2 separate regions of the Mus musculus genome follow, and region 2 is linked to region 1. The links are chromatin contacts, called in public promoter capture Hi-C maps. All regions are on one chromosome and are shown on one strand. Each heading gives the region's core, a stretch centred on a gene start, on an enhancer-like site or on the middle of the called end of the contact. The rest is flanking DNA. Distances are from core to core; before and after follow the strand shown.

Region 1 (5,013 bases), core at 1,498-3,997:
CATGAAGAAGAGAGCCTTTGGGAAACTCTCCCCTTGATAAATTCATTAAAGTGAAGATAAACCTATTATTTAGCTTGAATTAGAAGAGGAAGCTTGGTGAAGAGAATCCCTTTGAGTTTTTCCACTGGCTTGTGAACTTCCTGGCCAGTTAAATCCCAAATGTCTTTGTTCTTCTAAACCTGGCCTCTGCGTTGCATATGGCAATCTGGGCCAGCCGTCTGGGATGTGACTCTGGTTTCAAGAACAGTGTTCAAGCTTCTAGCACTCGCTGTCATTGTGGGAAGCAGACTGTTGTCGGAGTGTTATTATTAATGAGAATTACTGCTGGACAGCTTGAACTGGAAGATAATTTATTCCCCGCGAACTTCTAATTGCGGCAAAGTGGTTCATTCACCGCCACGGCACTTGTTCCTGCCTCTCACGGCAGTGAAATCAGGCAGAGCCCAGGCTGCGGGTGAAACAAAAGGCTGGTTTCTGGAGACACAGTGAATTGGGTCAAGAAGGTTTAATTAATGTAAGAGACGCTTGAGGAATGAAGCAAAGCCATCTGGTGTGCACAGGGAACTGCCATAAATTCATAACAATCAAGGTGCCTACTATGTGCAGGGCACACTACCAAAACTGAAATGCCTGCTTCTGAGTGATCATCCCCTGCCCTCGAGTTTGAAGCCTGTCTTCTCCTCTCTGGCATTTCAGGGAGAGATGTGCTTCCCTGGTGTCTTAAATTCAGGTGTTTTCTTATTCTAGGCTTTACTTTACTATGGATCCTGTTTGGGACACGAAACTGTCATGATGATATGTGTGTTTCTTGTGTACTCTATTGGATGGTAAAAGGTGGCCTTGCTTTAGCCAAATCCTTACCTCCCGTGGACTCCATTACAGAATTGTTGCCTTGCCTTTCGCTTAAGTGCCATTAAATGGGTTCCTGATTTGCCGTTACCATGGTAATAGACGCTTGTCATAGGCTGTGGACTCACTGCTGTGTTTATGTAAGTTTGGCCACTTGTGGTTTCGTAAGCCTGAGAACAGCCTGAGTTCCATCCGAGAGATGGAATAGCAGCCAAGAGGTGGGTTCCAATGCAGCAGTGATGGCTGCTAGATGTGTATTGGGGGCTGGAGGCTCAGCAATTAAGAATGTACATCCTGCTCCTAGAGAGCCGGTTAGTTCCTTGCACCCAGGTGAGACAGCTCACAGTCTCTTGTTGGAAGACTTCCCTGAGACTATCTAAAAGCCTAGGGTCACTCTGATTGCTAAGTAAGCAAACATACTAAGAAATGGGACAGCACTGTGCAAGTCTCACCAGAATCTTCACAATTACCCATCATTCAAAGTGCCTTTCTTTAAGGCTGTTCAGAACCAGCGTAGTACTAACATCCAGATGGTTTTAATGACAGAGCTGAAAGGACACTTCTGAGTGAGGTCCCTGCTCCCACTGTGGTCCCAAGAATCTTTCAGTGGGGTGCACCTGACTATAGGGTCCACACGAGGGCAGTGTAAGGATCCATAGTACGTTCTGACAGAGGAAAATGTTTTGTCACAATCTCTGCCCCTGATGTGATTATTCTTCTCCTTCTTGTTCGAATTTGACAGTGGAGAGTGCTTCACCCACGTGGGCTGAGCTAATGTTGGTGATATCAAGTGTTGTTTGTGAAGGCAGCCCCTGCCACCCTTAAGAACAACAGTATAGTTGTCTGCGGAAATGACTGTTTCTGAAACTCTGCTCAAAATTTGTTTTTATTTATTCATTTATATGTATGTGTGTATGTATGTATGTATGCATATGTGATATTTGTTTGTGTGTGTGTGTCTGTGTGGTGTGCATGTACACTTGTGTACTCTGTTAAATAATAAAAATACTTTAAAAGTTAATGCGGGTGGTATACGCTTGTGTTTGTGTCTGCGCATGCCCATGCACACAGAGCAAGAGGAGGAGGATGCTGGAAGTCTTGTCTTATCATTCTCCCATGTATTCCCTTGAGACAGAGTCTCTCACTGAAGCTGAAGCTTACCTACCTAGTCAGCTATGCTGGCGGGACAAGCAGGGAACACCCTGATCTGCTTGTCTCCGCCCATCAACGCTGAGCATGTGTGGTCAGGCCAAACGTTTTTCTTTTGGGTTCTGGGAGTCATACTCATATTCTCACAGTATGTGCTCTTACCTATTGATCATTCTCCAGAGTTCCACAAAGTGCTGGGAATTCCAGGTTGGTAATGATGGGATGAATGCCAGAATTCAGAGTATCAAAGTGGGGATACTACAGACAAGGAAGTCAGCCAAGTAGAGAGATATAATAAGGGGAAATGGCCAAAGAGCCTGGGAGAAAAATCTACCCTCTTCCAGATCCTAGTTATTATTTTTTTTTCTTCAGACACTGTGGTTGTTGTTTTCCTGTTAAGAAACAAGGCAATATGTTGGGAAAACTTTATTGTTAAACTTGTATAATGAAAACACATGTAAAGATTGTTTGTGTATAGGCACAATGTCTGAATTAGGGCTTCACCGAATTCTTGTCAGGGAAAAAGAGAAAGATGTCTCTGTCATTAGCTGACAGAACCAGCTGGGGTCAGACCTGTGGGCTCATGGGTCACAGAAAACATTTTCCAAGCCCTCCATTCAAGTTTCAGTCTTGAACAGAAATCCAGCGTAAGGGGGCTTTTTAGGGAAGACTGGCTTCTGTCCGCCGCCTTTCAGCCGCTTTGTGAGCTGGAGAGAGTGAGCGGCTGGGAGAGGCCCTCGGAGGAAGCGGCTGGAACCTATGATATGCTGCAGGGACACAGGACTTCGCTGCCAGTGAGCACATTATGAGAGAAATACAGTACGGAACGCAGCGGGTTTCTGCAAACAAGGCATCCCTTTAAGTTAATTGGTGTTATATAGAAGCTGAAACGCTCCGCTTATTTACAAAGCTCCAGATTTATGTAAAGCAAAACCAATTACACTTAATGCCTAAACTACTCCAGGTGCTCAGAGATAATGTCGCCAGGCACTAGAGAAGAAACTGCCGTGTGAATGCACCCTGTTCCCAACCGAAGCGTCTGTAGTTACTGCAATTTAGCTAATCACAAGTGTCAACGCCAACCTGCGAGTTCTCAGCTCTTCTGCTGCTTGCTTTGGGTCAATTTTATAATTTCTGATGTTCTTTCATCGCAAAGGAAGAGCGAGAGTGTAATGAACACCTTTTTTTTCCCTCCCCATTACAATGTAGAAATTAAGGAGATGAAGGGACATTTGGGGAAGGGCCAAAGTCGTCCCGGTCCTTTTCTAACAGCCAGAGCACGCTGTGGCTTTTCATTTACACCAAGATGAGGCGTTTGGAACTTTCTTGATCTTCGGGATGTTCATTATGAGACCAATGCGCTAGATACTGCATTAATGAGGCTCCTTTGGGGTGTTCATTAAGCCCAAAACTGCAAGCTTGGCATTTAACCTTTCACAGCGAGGAAAGTTGTAAGAGCAGCAGGCTCAGCCCCACTGTTTTGCCAGGGAATTGTGCAAAACAACGAATAAGTTGTGGGGAAGAATTTCTGCCTATAGAGCTGACTTTATAAACTTGTCCTCCAAACAAAGGAACACATAGCAAGTAGCTGGAATAAGAAAAACGCCTGGGGTTTGACTGCGCTTAGAGCATTTAAAAATGCACATTGTAACCTAATCAAGTTACAATTGGCTACATTTCTTACTCCATGGCTCTAAACATTGGACAGATCAGCAAGAGAGGCATTCAATCACAGTCTCTTGGAATGAACAGTTAAAAAAAATGCTCTTGCCCAATCTAGCCTGGTTCTGGAGAGGAAGTCAAGGAAGGGTGCTGGGAGAACCTTTAAAGTCTGGGCGGCAGTATGGAAGAACTTAGGGTAGCGTCAACAAGACATGCAGTTTGGGGAGAAGACAGAGTCGCCTAAAATAGGAGGCTGAAAACCAAACTTTGTCACATACTGAGGCAAATTGTGATAAAGAGATGACAGGACATTAACTTTATTCAATAATAATAATAATAATAACAACAACAACAATAATAATAATAATAATAATTGTATGGCCTAGAGAGGCATCTGTCTGTATTTCCACTTCTTTGATCATCCTCTGCTACATAGTTAAGTTTGAGGGCAGCCTGGGCTCTATGAGATCTTGTCCCAAACCTGATAAGACCAAATAAAACCAAACCAAACGACCTCTATTTTAGTAACATTGCTTTTAAATTCTGAAGAAAGTTTCTTAATCAAGATATATTTTAGTAGAATGCCAAGGTCAAATATAGCAGAATTCTATACACATTTATTATCTAAACATCATATTACTTATGGTTTATAATACCTAGAATGCAATAAAGCCTTAGTGAATATACAGAAAGAAGAAGTAGAAGCATATTGTTTCTTAGCTTCTAATGACATTAAAATTATAAATAAATCTTTCATATCACCTTCAACTGCTGAACCACTGTAATGATTATACAATATGATTGACACGCTAACATGGAAAATGATTGTTTCCGGTCACAGAGTAATCACCAAGACTTTAAAATCGCTTTATTAGTTCAAGAGCATAATATATCATTAAAAGTCATCATAGTTTATTGGAAGGATCATAATTATTCATTGTAAATAAAGTACACTCTTCTTTATGTTGACTTTCCCAGTGAAACGTATGAAGTATTCGATTGAAGAAGAAAATAGTGGATAACGGGTCTCACAAGAGAATCAAATCCAGTTTCAGAGGGCTGTCTCCCAAAGATCAATACTTGAAGATGCTCCCTGTGTACTGCCATAAAACTTCAGAGACTTCTCAGTGAGGAGAAGAGTTTCTTCACAACGATTTCCACGGATGCGCTGGGCATTAAAATGATTTAGATTACAATATCTGAGAGAGAGAGAGAGAGAGAGAGAGAGAGAGAGAGAGAGAGAGAGAGAGAAAGAAAGCTTTCCTTAGGAGCAGATGTAGATGACTTGATAAATCACGGGCTTCCCTCCCTTGCTTGCCTACCTTTTATGATGGGATCGTAGATACTGGCACC
Region 2 (5,013 bases), core at 1,407-3,906, 160 kb after region 1:
TTGTTCTCAGCCATTTGCCACCCCCTTTCTAGTAAAAACAGCTACTTATTTATGTCTATTATTGTAAATTAGGTTTCTTTCTTTAAAAAAAATAATCTTTCATGTAAATGAAGCCATATGCTTTTGTGTTTGGTCTTCTTTTGTTTAGCATAATAATGAGTTTGAATCATGCCATCATGTGATCAGTAGCTTATTGCTTTTTCTTATGATATAGTCAGTAGAATGTAGTATGAATATACCACAATTAGCTTTTTTCATTCCCCTGCTCATGGATTGTTCTTGGATATCTTTCTTTGTGGCCATTCTTACTTCTTGGGTTAATATCTAGGAACAGTCTTTCTGGGATATAAATTTGTTTATATTTCTGAGAAACATAGAGACAGTTTTCCCAGCGGCATGGGATTCAGTAAGATATTCAATATCCTCTGCCACGTTGTGTTTAATTGTGACTGAATTGTACTGTCCCCCTGTTTAATGCATGTAAAGTTTCACTGAGAAAAGTGTTTCTCTCAAGCAAGTGGCCATAACAAGCAGGAAAGGTAGAAGGTAAAGCAGGTGTACATGCTAGAGAATGACCATCCCTCTGCATGCTTTATCTGCCACAAAAACACACACATGCACACACACATGTACACACACAGACACAGACACACACAGACACACACAGGCACACACAGACACACACAGGCACACACACACACACACACACACACACACACACACACACACACTGTTTTTCTAGTTACCAGAGGACTATTTGTCTTAAAGTTTGGAGGGAGTTTCTCTGAGAGATTTTTTCCCCCCTTAGGGTTAAAAGGGTGATAAGGAGAAAGGTTAAAAATTGGAATCCTTTTTACTCAAACTAAGACAAGCTAAACAATAATACTTATCCTTTTCAGTCATCTAAAGCACACCGAGGATGCAAGAGGAAGGGAAAAGCTGTGCTTGCACCCACAACGCTGGGGTATAGCCCCCCTTTAGCTTTAAACTTCATCATCAAACCAAGTATCTTGCATTCACTAAAGTGTTTGCTGAATTAAATCTATTACAAGCAAATGCTCATATTATACTAAAGACAGCAACAGATCTTTCTGCTATATGCACACGTAAAATCACATTTACCAGATGGTCAATAATTAGTAGGGCGTTACAGCAGAAACCCTTTATGTATTGATTAACTAGCCGATAGTTTGGACAAAGTTCAATGAGATCATTAGATGACTGAGATGCTCTTTGTAAAAGTGTGCCCTTGTTTTCCCACTGGCTTTCCGAAGATAAGAGTTAAGAATTTTTGTGCACCTTTCTGTGTAATCTTGCCTTCAGGATTTGTGCTGTCTTCCTTGGTGTAAATGAAGAGCTCTTTAAGTCCTTGCAGTACTAACCGCTCTCAAGGAAATTCAGAAAGCTCTGCTCCACTGCACTCAGTGTTCTGGTGTGGCCCCAGAGAGGAACTGAACAATGTTTTCAACTGAAATGAAAAGGTCGACCAAACACTCTTTTCAGATGTTCTACCAATCATGCCTTTAAAGAAACCATCTTCAGGACTGACTGACTTCAGCTTGGGTCAGCACATTGCTTCTTAATTCCTTTTAGTTTTTGGAAGGGATATAAAATAGAACTGTCTACTGAATCTTGAAAGTCAGAATCAGAGTGGGTCCTGGTGAGAAAAATCTTAGCCCTTGGGGGCTGAGGCAGGAATGGTCATAAGTTTGTGTACAGACTAGTGTGTACCACGCGTTCCAGACAGGGCTAAGTAACAAAATCCTCTCTAAAACGACAAATAAAACCAAACCAAAGAGGCACCCAGCTAAAACTCAGAAAATTAAGTGGTTCATACTGAAGAAGGAGGAGGAAGAAGACGAAGAGGAGGAAAATGAAGAAATAAAAAAGAGAATAATCGTGTAAAAGAAAGGAAGGAATAGAAAGAAAGGAAGAAAGAAAGAGAGAGAGAGAGGGAAGGAGGACAGGAGGGAGGAGGACAGAAGGGAGGGAGGGAGGGAGGGAGGGAAGAAAAGAAAAGAAAGGAAAAGAAAAGAAAAGAAAAGAAAAGAAAAGAAAAGGAAAGAAAAGAAAAGAAAAGAGAAAGACTGATTGATTCTCAGAGCAATGTGGGGCACAGGTGTAAACTGGTAAAGTTCCCGAGTGAAATGTTGCAGATGGGAACTTATCAACCTTAGAGCTCTCAGAGCTGGAGCTTGGCCATTACTGTGGGGCTCTGTGATGTGCAATAGCTTTGATGTTGCCCTAACGACCCTGCCCCCTTGCAACACTTTCCTAAGTCACTGTGAAACAAGTTAGTTGCCTAACAGACTCATAATTTCGCAGGTTTCACTTTGCACCCTGAAGGTATTCACAGCAATAGAGCCCCTCCCCCGAGATTTACATTTCCTTAAAACATTTTCTTTTTAGGTTTTCCAAATTCAACACTAAGGTCTTTTTGTTTCCAGCGACATAAAAGTTAGCAACCCCTTCCTTGCTTCCCTTCTTCCGGAGCCGGAACAGAACTGCCAAGATCCTTAGCAGAGAAAGACCCTCACCAGCCACAGCAGTTTCGGGGCGATTCAGGGGTGGGATTTGGCAAGCTCCGAAGGCGGGGCTTGGCACGGTCAGGAGGCGGGGTGATTAATAGAAAAATAGCCTGAAAAAGGGCGGTGCCAGCGCGGGTCCTGTTGGTGAAAAGTCCCAGAAGTGCACAGGCTCGGCAGGACAACTTGCAGCCCTTCTCCCTGGATTCAGGTGGGTGCTGCGCACGGCCACGGTGCTGCTCCCAGGCTAGGAGTGGGTGGGTGCAAGGGGCCGGTGGGTGGCAGGTGTAAGGCTAGAGAGTGGCTGTGCCTGTTTGAAAAGCCTTTGTTCCCTTTAGTTGTTTAAATGACCACCCCCCGCCCCCATTTTTGTGGCCCGCTCTAAATGAGAATTGTGCTTTTCTGTTCCTGCATTAAGTTTTCCTTTCTCAAACTCCAAGAAGAAACTTGGGAGCACGAGTCTTTTCATGTTTAAGAGATGGTTTTCTTATTTCTTATTTTCAAGCCCAAGTAGCATTCCCTTTGAAAGGGTCTCTTGATCTTGAGGGGAGGGGAAAAAAAATACATGCAAGTTGTAACAAGATGAGAAGTCACTGCGGTTTCAGCAACTTCTGTCCTTTCCCAGGGAGTAAAACCCTACAGTGTCCCGGGTGACTTGGACATGCAGGCCTTTCAACTTGTTGAAAAGTTGTTTGCTTTTCTAGATTCTCCTGTGGTAGGCAAGAGAAATCTCTACAAGTCTTTACACTGGTACTTTTGATATCATATGACTTACAGACTTAGCAGAGCAGCAGAGCGTGCTCTGTTGTGACTGTAGCCTGATGACCAAAGACCTGAGGGCGCAGCCCTTGGGCAGCTACTCCCCAGAGCCGCCCTCCCCTGTGGCCACTGTAGTCTGGCCCCACTGAGGCTGTAGGGAAGGTGCCTGGGACTCTGATCATGTGTGTATTTCTGTTCTTCCTCTGTTGCAGCCCTCTTTTCTGTCCTCACAACAAATGTGTTTGCTGCTTTCGATCCATTGAAAATTGAAGAGTCATGGCCTTGTGGCTGTGTGCCCAGATTTTCCAAGTTTCACAATACTGATGCAGATAGGGCAAACAGTTTTGAGAAGAAAAGAACTTTGCTTTTTCTTGGCTGAGGGCCCATGAGGAGAAAGAGGAGTATTTCTCAACTGCAGATAGCACTGGGGCAAAATATGACAACAGGAGTTACAGGAGAAGCTTCCAGGAAATGAGAAAACAGCACCCCACAATTCCTAGAATGGAATTGTGAGTCCAGGAACTATACAGGTCGGCGATGACAGGGCTCCAGAGACAGGCAGGTGGGGTCTCCAGTCTCCATTGTACCACCTGGCCTTATTTATACCCTACTCAAGCTTCTTTCCTTCAAAGTAGAAGAAAATGGTTTCTGTGTCGGAGTCTTTCATCCCAAGCTGTTTTCAGTCAACTGGTGGGCATCCCTTTGCTCTCTCCTGACAGGCATCCTGGGTAGGTGAAGAGACCCTTGTGTGATGGTGATTGTCCCGGGAGAGGGAGGGCCTAGGGCTTAGAGGGTGGACTAGCAGGCCAGGCACTGAGCTACAAACACTTTGGAAAACAGAACCCCACTGTTTTAGGATCTTGAGAGAAAGGTTTAGCCATCAGAACCTGAGACTTGACACTTGGCCACTTTTGTTATCCGCAGCTTCCGGCTGCGATGAGGTCATAGCAAACTGTAGGTAGTACCCTCTACTGCTGCATCTTCTACAGGCCTCAAGTTCTGGTCCCCTTAGGGTTGAGGGTAAGAGGCTCATCAGCCTTGGCAGGGTTGATGTTCTAGCTCCTGGGCTTGGAGTAGGGAGTCTAGACATTGAGCAACTCTGGAGTTTCTGAGTTCAGCATCGGAGTTTCTACCTTTGGCTCTTATTGTCTTTCTCACCTCTATTTTACCTCCTTTCTGCCCCAGTTGCCCCTAGCACCCCTCCGCTGTCCTTCCATGGCTTTTGTCCTGCTGCCTTGGGACTCAGTGTTCTTCCTTGGCTTCTCAGGCAGGTCGCTATGCTAGTGATGAACAGCACATGAAGTCAAGAAACTGGATGTGAGGATGTAGGCTTGGAACCCTAGCCCTTGAGAGGCTGGGGTAGGCATGCAGTGAGTTTGAGGCTAATCTGGGCTACATTGTGAGACTCGATCTCAAACGATCACATGTACACACTCAATATATAGACGATAAAAGGTTCTCAAGGGAAGGCTTTTGATGCTGCCATGCCAGGAAGCAGCGTAGAAGGTGCCTCTATGTTGGCTTACAGAGTAATCCAGAGAGAGTAGGTTGGCGCAGATCATAGCAGGCATTCATGAGTGAAGGGAAGGGCTGTGTTCTCACCCACCGTGGCACGGCCCCTCATACACGGGATAAGCTGCATTTGCACCAATCACAGCAGTCCACCACATGCAAAGAGAGAACTGCTCAGCAGCTAAGCTCCCAATTGGACTCCCCTCTCACTTGTGGA

What was found. Promoter capture Hi-C pulls out the DNA fragments that hold promoters and counts their contacts.
Region 2: a contact with region 1 is called in a promoter capture Hi-C map of second pharyngeal arch cranial neural crest, with 2.1 times the contacts expected there. The contact joins the promoter of Mgst1 here to the enhancer-like site in region 1. A contact is called at or near these places in 12 of 39 promoter capture datasets (3T3-L1-derived adipocytes, the HPC-7 cell line, HPC-7-derived erythroid cells and 8 more), 1 of 15 datasets of contacts at CTCF or cohesin (large pre-B cells), 58 of 484 Hi-C or Micro-C datasets (3T3-L1-derived adipocytes, the AML12 cell line, the HPC-7 cell line and 32 more), 12 of 115 datasets of contacts at active chromatin or transcription factors (astrocytes, bone marrow-derived dendritic cells, bone marrow-derived macrophages and 8 more) and 3 of 9 other capture datasets (adipose tissue, embryonic stem cells and pancreatic islet).

The regions. Positions count from the first base shown.
Region 1 is chr6:137,979,639-137,984,651 of GRCm38.p6, forward strand. It overlaps Slc15a5 (solute carrier family 15, member 5), which reads right to left. Exons shown (of 9, transcript NM_177787.4): 9 at 3,952-4,859. The coding sequence ends at 4,712. Among named protein-coding and RNA genes, the nearest start is that of Slc15a5, 98 kb to the right of the region's middle. Within about 2 kb of position 2,748, at least 9 of the 459 cell types and tissues checked have an H3K27ac peak or open chromatin away from gene starts, as enhancers often do. A contact at or near this core is called in second pharyngeal arch cranial neural crest, where this site is marked.
Region 2 is chr6:138,137,871-138,142,883 of GRCm38.p6, forward strand. Mgst1 (microsomal glutathione S-transferase 1) reads left to right here and starts at 2,657. Exons shown (of 4, transcript NM_019946.5): 1 at 2,657-2,736.